Linked DNA regions of Danio rerio: region 2 is linked to region 1. A link is a contact called in public HiCAR-type data. All regions are on one chromosome and are shown on one strand. The core of a region is the stretch at or near the end of the contact, and the rest is flanking DNA. Distances in the headings are between cores, read along the strand shown. Region 1 has its middle 120 kb from the start of nmbr. Region 2 overlaps adgrg6 (adhesion G protein-coupled receptor G6).

The links. HiCAR-type assays count read pairs that join an accessible place to other places.
Region 2: a contact with region 1 is called in a HiCAR-type map of caudal fin, with 6 times the contacts expected there. The contact joins two enhancer-like sites. A contact is called at or near these places in 3 of 18 Hi-C or Micro-C datasets (caudal fin, embryo and an unstated tissue) and 1 of 4 datasets of contacts at active chromatin or transcription factors (caudal fin).

What each region holds. Positions count from the first base shown.
Region 1 is chr20:40,437,355-40,444,081 of GRCz12tu, reverse strand. It overlaps a transcript of gje1a not described here. Among named protein-coding and RNA genes, the nearest start is that of nmbr, 120 kb to the left of the region's middle. Within about 2 kb of position 3,256, at least 4 of the 62 cell types and tissues checked have an H3K27ac peak or open chromatin away from gene starts, as enhancers often do.
Region 2 is chr20:40,707,706-40,714,432 of GRCz12tu, reverse strand. It overlaps adgrg6 (adhesion G protein-coupled receptor G6), which reads right to left. Exons shown (of 24, transcript NM_001369129.1): 6 at 2,387-2,469; 7 at 2,190-2,242; 8 at 2,065-2,079; 9 at 1,500-1,639. Among named protein-coding and RNA genes, the nearest start is that of trnaf-gaa, 23 kb to the left of the region's middle. Within about 2 kb of position 3,497, at least 5 of the 62 cell types and tissues checked have an H3K27ac peak or open chromatin away from gene starts, as enhancers often do.

The sequences.
Region 1 (6,727 bases), core at 2,007-4,506:
TATTATAAAAGAATGTTGGAAACCAGCAGCCATTGACATCCAAAGTGCAAACAAAAACTACAATGGAAGTTAATGGCTGCTTCGTTTCAAAATAAAAAAAAAGAATATATATATATATATATATATATATATATATATATATATATATATATATATATATATATATATATATATATATATATATATATATATATATATATATTGTGCTAAACAAAAAAAATAAGGTAATACTTTATAATAACTGCACAATACTAATCATTTATTAGACATTGCCAAACAGTAGTTTATCATTTATTAAGCATTACCTCTACATTACATTAGTAAGCAGTTTATAACTACACCTAAATGCTGTATTCATGACTAAACTATATTGTATTATTTACAAACCTGTTATTTGAGAATAGTTAATGTTTTTTTAAGATCATTAAGAATGACTAAGCCAATGATTAATAAACTATTCGAATGAACATTTTTACATTTTATTCTTCAGGCTTATAGTAATAGTTAATTTTTAAGTTAATAAAATTGTTTAATATAACCAACATTGAGGTAACACATTACGAATATTAAGAGTTCCGTAATAATATTACTTTTCTTGGTATGTAGTTATGGGTAAAGTAACGCATTACTTTTAAAAATTAAGTAATAATATTTTAGGTTCTTTAAATAATAATAATAATAATAATAATAATAATAATAATAATAATTATAATGTGAGTTACTTTATATTTGAATTTATCAGCTTTTAAAAATAAATAGTTTAATTAAAATGAATTGTCTGAATGCACAGTAATTTTACTTTTTAATAAGACAAAAAGTACAAAAGTAGCAAATGCATTGCTTTAAAATTTCATTAATTTGTATATACGGCTTGTATAGCTATAGATAACATTATCCTATAATAATTTAAGGTTATACAGTGTATTGTTGATTTTAGAGATCCTCTATTCAAAAAAAGAAAAAAAAAAAAAACCCTGCAAGTTCCGAAAGAGATCTAGCCTACGTAAGGCAGGTAGTAACTCAAAAGTAACATAACGCATTAATTAACATAAAAAGTAACACAACTAGTTGCTTTTTGGGGAGTAACTTAATATTGTAATGCATTACTTTTTAAAGTAACTTTCCCCAACATGCTGTTTTTTACCTAATCTATAGTAAGGACTATTTATGCTTTCTAAACCCCTAATAAATGACGCTTAAAGGCTGTGTTTAAAAAAAATTTGCGATCTTATCTAAAATATTATTACGACAAATTCTAAACGTTGTTGAACTATGAATTCATGGCTGAAAAATTAAATGTATCAATGTAATTAGAATAATTTATTAATCATTTGCTCTAATGTAGAGTTAATGCTTAACAAATGATGAATTAATAATAACTTGCTAATGCTTAATAAGTGACTCAAAGTGTGCAGTTGTTATAAAGTGTTACCAATCTTAATGTATAGTTTGTGTGAACTATGTCTTTAAAGGGCTGCAAATTGTTTTCCCCAAACTTTAAAAATGGTTCTCTCATATGTACATGCTGTACATTGATTCACTAATACTACACAGAAGTGTGTTGTAAAGTACATTGTTTACTTATTATGTAATTTGTACATTCATTTTAAACATACATGCTTGAGATACATATGTGGCATGAGAGCACATACACTGTAAAATATATATTATTATTACTATTAATTCATTCATTGATTAAGAATATAATTTTAAGTTTAAAAAAATGGTAATTTCACAATTGGCCACACTTTATTTTAATTGTCTGTTGAATTTAATTTACATTGCATCTACATAACAACAAATTTGGGGTTGGGGTTAAGTTGTACTTAAGTTGCTTAAAGTCAGTTATATATCTGTTGAAGCAGCTGTATCAACAGATATAAAGCAGACATTCAACTAACACTCAAATGGACCATCAAAATAAAGTGTTAACAAATATTACTCCTAAGCCTTTATTTCTCGTTGAAATAACTGATGCAGCATCCTGTTGCTAAATGCAGCATAAGCTGGACAGAAATTAAATGCATTCAATACTTATTTGAAACCGCAAGGGGGCACTGTTGAAACATCAATTGTTAAGCACTCCTGAAGTCTCAATAAACTCCAAAAAAGAGTTTTCTGTGATAAACTGCAAGGATGGGGGATGGTGACTGCTAAATAAACTGGTGAATATAAGTGTGTTTTACATTTCAGGAGGGAGAAACACATCTAAACTCCACTGGTCCTTAGCAAATCTACACCTAACATTATTGAGAGTCTACAACACACTTTTTTGACATATATTTACATATATTACCATATTTTAAAATATGCTCTAAAGATGCTGTATATGATATAATACGTTCAGACCAAAATATTGAGACAACGCAGGAAAATAGAGTAAATAAAACATTAAGAATTACAAACTCCTTTGTATTAAAAATATTCTAAAGTTTTGTGTTTAAATATGCCAATGAATCATTATTTAATTAAATACCTCTAGCACTAACATTTGATGATGATGATGATGATGATTTTCTATTTAATGCCATGTCAGCAACAAAGACTATTTTCATGGACATTTCAAGATTAATAAATGTACAATTAAAAACAATAAAAAAAATCACTTAAATTTGAACACTGGATGAAAGCAGTTTCAGAAATCGTTTTTTGGACATAGAGGTAAAGGTATTTACAGGTTTTTGCATTTACTAAATAATTATTAGTATGATGATGATGATAATTATTATTTATAGATAATTATTTATTATTATTTAGATAATGGTGATGAAGATAATGATGATGATGAAGATAATGATGATGAAAATACTATCAACATTTTTGATAGAATAAAATTTTGTATATAGTCAGGCAAATTATGAATGAACAAATAACCTCTGTAAAACTCTCAGAGTACACATAAAACTGAAGTCTGGTGCATAAATATAGAGTGTAATTGAAATTTACAGGTCAAAATTGACAAAGTGCAAAATAGGCCGAATTACGATGCTTTTATGTATACAAAAAAATTAAAAAAAGAGAAAAAAAATCCTTAATAAAAAGCCAAAATGACCAAAATCTCTAAATTGACAGGTGCATGAAAATATAGTGTCTCACCTTAAGATGGGAGTACAGTCACTGAAGTGTATGTATATGTGTACGTTGTGATTACCTTTGAGTGACCTGAATGTGAGCAGGGCACATCAACAAGCTTTATTCCTTTGTATCCTTGAACTCTGATTCCAAAGTTGCCTAGCAACAGTGCCAGTAACAGCTGAGCCAGCCTTGATCTTGTTGTTTAAACCATTACAACTAGGTGATGTGAGAAGTGGTACCATGGTAACAACAGTGCGTTTGAAGCAGGTGTTCACATTGGCACATGCCACAAAAAGCTTGGAAGGCCGTGTCTAAACATTTCGAGCCAAGTTGGTTTACAATATGCATTTTCAAGGTCAAAGGAAATTAACGTCAGTAATATTAATGAAAAAAAAATCACAAACAGATTTATCAATGTTTGCACCTTTGAATTAATTTGATAGACCAGTTAGTTTTACAAATGTAATCTACAGAAAATGCTGGGCAATTAATGTTTTGTGAATTTGTATTACTTATAATAATAATAATTATTATTTTTTTATTATTATTATTATTATTGATGTATAACAAATACAAAACTCAAATATAGCAAACATTTTTATAAAATAAAGAATTAATTAAATTGTAATAATTATTGATATTATATATTTACTTATTTAAAACATTTAAATAATAAAATAATCAAATATTATAATTATTATTATTATTATTATTATTATTATTATTATTATTATTATTATAGACTTATAAAAAGCTAAAAAACTGATTATATAATTAAATTATATATTTTTATAAAATAAAGAATTAAATAAATCGTAAAAATATTGATAATATTATTCATTTACTTAAAACATTTTAACGAACAAATAATTAAATATTATTATCATTATCATTATTATTACTATTATTATCATTATTTATTTATTAAAAAATAAAAAACTTAAATTGTATTATTAAATTATAAATTTTTTAAAATAAAGTATTAAATCGTAATAAATATTGATTATATTATATATTCAAATAATTAAAATTTAATGAGAAAAGTATTCAATATTATTATTATAATTATTATTACTATTATTATAGACTTATAAAAAGAAAACTAAAATTATAAAATTAAATTATGTATTTTTATAAAAATAATTAAATTGTAATATAAAACATATAATAATTAAATCGTAATAAATATTGATAATATTATATATGAAGGGGGCAGGGGCCACCACAGCGGGATGAATCGCCAACTTATCCAGCAAGTTTTTACGCAGCGGATGCTCTTCCAGCCACAACCCATCTCTAGGAAACATCCACTCATACACTACGGACAATTTAGCTTACCCAATTCACCTGTACCGCATTTCTTTGGACTGTGGACCACTGCCTCCCTTTAATAAAACATTTTAATGATAAAATAATTCAATATCGTTTTTACAATTCTTATTATTTTTATTATTATTATTATTGAAAGAAAGAATATTATATTAAAGAAAGAAAGAAAGAAAGAAAAAGAAAAAATAAAGAAAAAATAAAGAAAGAATCAATGAGGTCATTAAAACCATTAAATAAATAAATAAATAAATAAATAAATAAATAAATGTAATTGGCACTTGCACAAAGTCTGACTTAATTTGTCTATTAATCAGATTCATTGTTGCCATATTGAGCACAAAGGGAAAGCCAATGGCGTTTGCCCTTCAGACATGTTTGTTTGAGCTGATTTGAGCACTGCATGTGTTCAGAGATGGAGCGTCCACTCAGGTATGATCCAAATCATCTCTTTTCTTCTAAAGAGCACCTGCACACCTCCAGTCGCATTCGTTTAGCTGTGCCTTCCAGCCATGAAGCAATGATACCAGATCACTGTTTGTGGCACTTTCAATTCAATTTCAGCAACCCTCGATCAAGCGTCATTAGCGAGTCATTTCTCCTGGGATTAGGTGCTAATGATTGCGGAAAACCGATATACTCTTCCATCAGTTCCTGTCATGTTTTCATGACATCTCATAATTGCTCTAGCAAGAGAAATTTAGTCCAAGTGCTGCATTGGCTGTTTTTTAAAAACACATTAGTCTATACGGTTTTTTAATTTTCTATGTGCTCAAGTGTTTTTTTGTTTTTGTTTGTGAAAAGCAGATCTGGTTTAAAGAATCGAAAAACAAGTCATTTAATATGCTCCACCAGTCTCGTTCTCAAGGGAGAGTTCATCTAATAATAAATAGTCTGTTGTTATTTACTCACCCTCATGCTTTTCCAAAACTTAATTTTCTTCTCTAAAAGATAAGTACAAATTAAATTAAATTAAATTAAATTAAATTAAATTAAATTAAATTAAATTAAATTAATTTAAATTAAATTAAATTAAATTAAATTAAATTAAATTAAATTAAACTAAATTACAATAAATTTGGCGGATAATAATATTAATAATAATAATAATAATATTAATAATAATAATAATTATTCAATTATTTTTTAACAATTAGTGCATAATAAACTGATAATAACAAAAAATAATATTGTTGTCAATCAGAATCCTTAACTTAACTAAAAAAATAAAAATAAAAAATGTATATTAGTTTTATTTTTTACTCAGTTACCACAATTTTTAAACAATTGTTGTAGAATAAAAGTGATAATAATAAAAAAAATAATATTGCTGTCTATCAGAATGATGAACTCAACTGAATAAAAAAAAAATTATAAAATATAAATGAATAAGTTGAAAGTTCATTCCACTGTGGCGACCCTGGGTTAATAAAGGGACTAAGCCAAAAAGAAAATGAATGATTAAATGAATAAAAGTAATTTAATAATCATATCCCCACATTGAGTAAATTATGACAAAATCGTTTAATAAATATTCAATTATTGGATGATGCTTCACTTCTGTTTATCACATTTTAACGTGGAGATTTTTCACCAAAATGAATGTAGAATATTCCTCATACAGATAACACACAGTACAGTACAATGCCACGTGAAAGCAACAAAACAATCATATTAACTTTATCATCAACAGTACCTGATTTTGTATAAAATAATATGTACACTAATCATAATGTAGAGACATCAGGACAAAATCATAAATAAATATGATATACCACTTAGCCTTCCTTACAAAGCTCCAATCTCTGGTGTGTTTCAGTTGTACATTAAAGCAAAGAGTCCATGATTCACATCAACAGTCTCATTTGCAGAACAATGTGAGGTGGTTGACATATGTGTGCAGAGATTCTGTTAGTCATCGGGTCCAGATGATTCACAGGGTGAATGTGGCAGATCTCTCTGCTGGCAATCGCTCTTCTCTACGGGATGCAATACTGTTTCTAACACGTGCCTCTGGACACATGATCTAAACTTAGGCCTATACAGCAATACAGCAATACAGCAACAATCATGTCAAGCCAAATCTGCTTTTGAAGGCACAAACAGCCTTTTTATGCACCTGACAGATTTGGGGCTTTTTTGACTTTCATAAAGTCCCACTTTAAGGTAAAGAAAATATCCAGAATACACCTATGGAGTTTCTTTTGTGGCATTTTGTCAATGTGTGTCTGTAGACTTCAATTACAATATTTCTGTCATGACAACTCTCAGGGAGATTTGGAATTGTACTGAATGTGGCAATGCTGATATGTTTGGTCTTGGCAGC
Region 2 (6,727 bases), core at 2,248-4,747, 270 kb before region 1:
CTGAGGAAAAGCAGAAACAGCATTTTGTTGTTGACCCATTGAGACATTTTAGCACTTATAGTTTGATTATTTAGGCTACAACTCCTTAACTGTCAACCCTGTTTTTTAAATTCAGACTTGAACAAGATGTACTGTATGATATAGTATATATTCATATGATATATTTAAGTTTGTTAAGATGAGTTCAAGTTTTTTCATTCATTAATTTTCTTTCGGCTTAGTCCTTTTATTAATCAGGGGTCACCACAGCGGAATGAACCACCAATTTATCCAGTATATGTTTTACAAAGTGGATAAAGTTTCAGGACAAACTCAGTACTGGGAAACATCCATACAAACTCATTCACACACACATACACTATGGCCAATTTAGTTTATTCAATTCTCCTATAGCACACGTCTTTGGACTGAGGAGGAAACAGGAGCACCCAGAGGAAACTCACATAAACAAGGGAAGGATATTATAACTTCATACAGCCGGGACTCAAACCAATGACCTTCTTGCTGTTGGGTGACAGTGCCAACCACTCAGCCACCGTGCCACCCTGAGTTCAGGTTTATAGTTTGTTCAAATTAAAAAATCTGTTTTATATTACACAAAAAATAGCTCCACTCAAGGCCTTACTGACAGAACTTTGCACACTTAGTTAATTTAAATGCCATATTTACTAAACAGGGAAACATGCAAAAGGTATAAAGGTACAGAAAATATAAAAACAAAACAGTCCCTCCTTTGGTTAAGACATGTCTTTGGCTCATATAAGAGAAATACACTGACTAAAGCGAACCGTAGTAGTTGTTTTTGGATTATTTATTTAAATCCCCTCTTTTTATTAACTTTTCAAGTCAGTGAAACTCCAACAAATGCACACACAATAACAGTACTGAAATCTGGAGCTTATCTAACAAAATAACTTATGATATTGGTCCAAAAACTAGTACACCCAAATTTATATGTTATAGAAAAATATTAAATTCAAATTTTAAAAAGAGGAAAAAAGCAAAAAAATAAATAAATAAATTGAAAAATTGAAAAATTTTGTTGAAATTTTGTAGGTTGTCATTTATTTTTGCAATATTTTGCTTAAATTTATTGTATTATCTTTCAATTTCTAAATATGTTTGGTGACTAAAATAACATTTTAATCAACATCTGTTTTACAAATCTGTTTTGTTTAAATTCACTACAATCTATTGCCTATATTCACTGAGGAATGGATAAAAATATGCATTTTCAAAAAAGAGAAATGCATAACTCAATTATGAGCATAGCTCAATTATGCTGAGCACTGTATATCTCATCTTTAATGACTTCAAAATGCACTTATAGGTATCAAGACAAATACAACATTACCTATATTTAAGAAGAGCTCAGTAATATTAATTTGTATTAATTCATATTAATTAAAACACTAAAAATATCACGTTATTAAACAATATCCAAGCAAAAATACTCATTATTTATGGTTACTGAATTGTCACTGTAAAGCATGCCATACCCATTAAGTTCACGGTAACACTGTCTAAAGTCAAGCCATTTCCAATAGCAGGGGCACTTCTCAGCATGCTCTCAATCTCCACCTCTGCCAGATTCACATCGGTGGTATTCTTATACACCAGTAGCGCCAAGTAGATTTGTCTGTGAAAAATGCAATATCACATCAACAACAAATCTGTTTCGATAGATTAGCAAAAAAAAAATATATATATATATGCATATAAATAGGCAGTAACACTTTATTTTGATGGTCCATTTGCTGAATTTAAGTTGCCAGCTTAAATTGTTGAAATTAAGTTGTTGAGTTTAACATGCCAACGAATTCTCATTAGATTACAAGTAGACTGTCAGGTTGGGGTTGGGGTTAGGGATAAGGGTTAGTGTAAGCTGACGTGTACTTGCAAAGTTTCTTATAGTCAGTTAAACATCTGTTGAAGGAGCAGTATCAACAGATATTAAGCAGACAGTCTAACACTCAACTGGACCAATTAAATAAAGTGTTACCAATTAGCCTAATGGAATATCTTTTTAATAAAAATATAAATAAGCAGTCTGAAATGTTTTACCGTGTGGTTGTGATCCTTGAGAGAACAGTGATAAGCTGAAGACTAAAAACTCAAATGGTAAAAGTCATTAGTTAAAGAAAAAATGAATGTTTACTGTTATAATTAGATTTTTAAAAGAACCATACCTGATGCCATCAACATAAACTCTATACATCCAGTTCTGAAATGTCTGATTGAGCTGTAAAACATCAAAAAACATGTGTATAATAATTTAAGTGTAAAATAAAAGTCTATAATAATTTTCAGTAGCTTTGTAACAGCCATTTAAAATGCATTTAACAGTAAAAGAAAACAAATATATAAGAAAAGTGTAAAAATATACCCATTGAGATATTATCGCCGTAGCATCTCTATCTGGAGTTTGTTCATCAGTAACCACAAGGGTTGATCTGTAGAAAATATCCTCTGTAATAGTAGATAAAGAAATTTTTAGTTGCACGTCAAAAAAGGTATTTAATTCACTTGCTTTATTTCTGTGATGCATAGCAGTAGTCTATGTCTTGGTAATTACCAAACAGATCTTAAAATCAGTCTGCTAAACCAAATCAACCCAAAGTCTTACATAAACAAGTTCAGTATAGAGGATTTGCCATTAATCACATTCTCGGTACATGAAGCAATGCATTTTGAGAGCTACTGCTATGCTGCACTTCTACCACAAGATGGCTCTCATGTATCTTGAGTTGTTAGTGCTGGACTACTTTATGATGCAGTACTACACCATGCCAAGGCTTTCTTAGGAGACTCCAGATATAATAACATTTCAAAAACTGACTTCACAAATTGAAAATATGAGACAGCTTCTTAAGATAGCACACTGTACTTTCAATCCACACAAGGATTCTCTCGTAAAATTGTCAGAGAGCAAATCCTTCTTGAAGTAAAACTAAAATGGTCAAGGTGAAATAAATGATTAAATATGGCAGTCTCCTAAGAAGGAAGAATGATATAAATCTGGATAATTTCAAGAGAGCTATGCACTCGATCTGAGTGAGCAAATCAGTACATTAAGAGGGCTGAAAATCAATGATTGTCAGAACTGGCTATGGTTAATATACTCTAGTAAATCAAATAGGATTTTAATCTGCACAGCAAGAAGACCCTCATTTTTCCCCACAATTGGGTAACCATCATTCTACGATTCGTTCACTTGCTCAGAAAGTCAGGATTCAGTAATAAAAGAAACTATTTCTCTTTCTAAGGTCTAGATCGTTATTGGAAAACATACTGTTCCCGGCTGAAAGTCCACACAGACATGTAATATGAAAGGGAGCTTTACATGGACATGGGGCCAGTTCATGAGGGTCTGTAGTGGTCCCATTGGTGGCACCAGCGTGCACCGAGCCAAAACTTGGGATGACTCCATTGGCTGGGGTGGCGGCTGTGCCATTTGTTGGGACAAAAGGCTGGTCGTCAATAGCTGGAGTCGGATGCGTCTTGGTATCTGTGGTGGCGGGTTGAACAACGAGCACATTGTGGCTGTGGCTGGAGGGGTTTGCTGATTCATTCTTGGCCCAAAATGGCCACTTTGTTGTTGAAGAGTGGACATGTTTAGCGTCCAGCAGGTCTTCACTGTAGCCGCTTGAGATGTGTATTGATTTGGATGGTTGAAAGACTGAAATGGAGGCAGTCCATTCAAGTACTGATGGCATGCTGCTTATAGAAGTGTGAAATTGATGAAGAGGAGTGTTTGGTGGTGTATGAGATGACAGATCTGCATAAGTCATAGTTATTTGCAAATGAGGTTGAGTGTGGAATGGTTCAATTGTGTGCATATTTATTTTAAACAATTCATAGTCTTGAATAGTGTTCGAAATCTGCTTTTTCTTAAATGACTTAGAGACATCTGGGATGTTCAGAGTTGTTTTTAAGGGCCATGTGGTAGGGGTGGCTTCAATGTATTTGTGGGTTGTACTGCTGATTCGAGTGTAAGCACTAGAAATAATAAATCTATCATGGTAAACCTTCTCTTTAGAGCGAGAAGGAAAGACATTGCCTGGTTCTATGAAGTTAGAAATGTCTATTGTCTCTGACTGATATCTGAATTTGGTTTCATAAGGTGAGGCCTCATCTGGTCTATGGTTTCTTATTGAATTGAGGAAATGTGAGGGAAATATTTCAGTTGATGAAATTTGGGAACTTTCCCTGTCAGCTGTGGTGTTGGCTGACCATGTCGATGTGACCATGCCACGTACAGAGTCCAAAATGTTGAGGGAGGGCAAACTGGGAGATATATTAATCCTCTCTGCTTTAGTTTGGGCATCTGAATTAACGGGCCAAGACTGAGAGCCTCTCTGTTCATCTGTCAGGGCCACCGCAGAACTGTTTGGTAATTCTGAACTAGCATTGACAGAAATATGAGGCATATGTGACAAGTCCCTCAGATCGACCTCTGAAGGATTAACATCGCCTTGCCTGCTTAAGCCTCTGAAAAGGGTCTCTGGCAATCTGTGTATAAGCGACGGCTCCAGCGCCAGAGGTGACTCTGATTTGGACCAGCTGCCGTCTACTGACGTAGAAATGCCACCTGCGATGCTCGGATACAAAGTGAAAACCCTAGAATTTGGGAATTGGCTGGAGTGAACGACTTGAGGGTTTTCAGAGAGGATAAACTGATTGTTCATTGAGGGTAAAACCAGGTCAGTGTTGTTTTTGGGATCTGAGATAAAGAGAATTTGGGCTGAGCCAGGTGTCAGAGATGGGAAAACATCAGTGTGCGGCAAGGAAGACAACGGACTGGGTCTGATGGCCTGTGTCATTAAGAAGTCACTTTGAACCCCTTCAGTAGGCATTGAACTCTGAGGCTCAATAAGAGTGGCAGCGCTGTGGGTTGAATCCATAAGCAGTTCAGCCACTGGCTCGACACTATGAGAGGGGGAGAGAGAGGAGATAACAAGTGTCTCTGTTGTGAGGGTATAGCTGCCTTGAGGAGTGAGAGGGCTCGCTGCCAAAGGCTCTATGAGTAAAATAGTTTGATTGGGGAGATAGTCGAAAGAGCTCTGTTGGGAGGCTGATGAAAAAAGAAAAGGGGTGGTATCGGTTAGACTATAATCAGTTTCTGACAAGTTTGTCCTGCCGTAACCTTTTGTTAAAGATTCCATCTTGCCATGTGTAACCATTGTGGACTTTTTCTGATCATGTTGCACATCTTTAACAGTGTCCTTGGTGGCAGTTTCCTTCGACAGGCCCCAGGCCACGGTGCTTGTTAGCTTTATATCCACAAGGTGTGTGGGCGACCACTCTGGTGGTGCTGCTGTTTGGCCAGGGAGACTCTTGAGCTCAGACTGGATCATTTGCACACCTGTTACTCCCGGACTCATTGAGGAGGAAGGGATAAGTGTCCAGCTGCTGTCTGTCTCCAGCCGTTCTGAGACCTGTGCCAACTCTGACATAGCCCAAGGTAAACTAAGGTCTGAGTGACTTTCTAAATGTTCCTGTTTGCTAACAGCCTGTCTCACCGGTGCAAAACTTGTAGTGTTGACAGTAGGCACACTTTCTATTTCTAGGAAAGACATGTTGTGGGGGGTGGCAGGGGCCAAGCTTTCATCCAGGGAGTAGGTGGAATCAAAGTCAAACAGGCTGAAGACATCATCATCCAAGTCAATGTCATAAAAAAACGCCTCTGGTCCAAAACCAGATGGGTAATCGAGTATCTCTGTGAGGTTTTTGTCACTGTCACTCACAACCACTTGGGGAGCTATTGGCTTATTCTTACGATTACTGAGTGACGCCACCTGGAAAGACTCAAAGTCTTCAGTCTGATTGTGAGCGTCTGGTTGCCATGGAGGCTTCACCTGGGAATAGGCCGGCCTCATGCTTGTAGAGTCTGTTTTCTTGGCAACAGAGGTCATTGTGGATGTTTTCAGCCAGTGGGATTCATTCGTCATGCTTATTGTCGGTTGGGAAGGCGGCTTGGTCAGATGGATGACGGGACGTTTGTGTGGCCGAGTGACGGCAGCTTCTACTTTCTTCCTCACGGGCCAGATGAGGGGTGTGGAGATGAAGCCGAGTGACGTTTTGGGGCCCCGGGGTGCAGGAGCAACAAGAGGCCTAGCGGGGGGAGAGCTAGTGGATGGAGTCTCAGCGTGAGGAGTAAACCGCAGTAGTGACCACAAAAATGCAGCCCTCTCTTTTTCTGCTCCGGCTCAAGTATTTAGCAGAGGATCCCAGATTTGGTAAAAATGAAGAGGTCAGAGCAGGCTATTATTTATCTTTGCAGATATAAAAAATGAAGAGGTCAGAGCAGGCTATTACTTATCTTTCAGACACACAATATAACAAAACACAACAGTATACAGGAAAAATCAATTGTAGGCACAATACGGAAGTTAACACAGGGATTGTTTGAAATGGATAAAGTACAAACATATACCAAAGGGTAACACTTAAGTAAGGACTAGTATTAATAAAGAAATAAGATAGGTTTACAGCAGAAACACAGGTTAAGGATTTCAGGAAGTCTGTCTGGAAGCAATATTGATGTTAACCCATAAGGGAATGTAGAAAGATAATACTAGAATCTTTAACGAGACATTAATTCAGTTCTCTAAATGAACTGGCAGTGAAGACAAGGGACTATGAATATAAATTACATTGTATTAAATAATGCGCTGCCAGGAATGATTTTGAACTGAACAGACTCAGGAAATGTAATAATATTAAA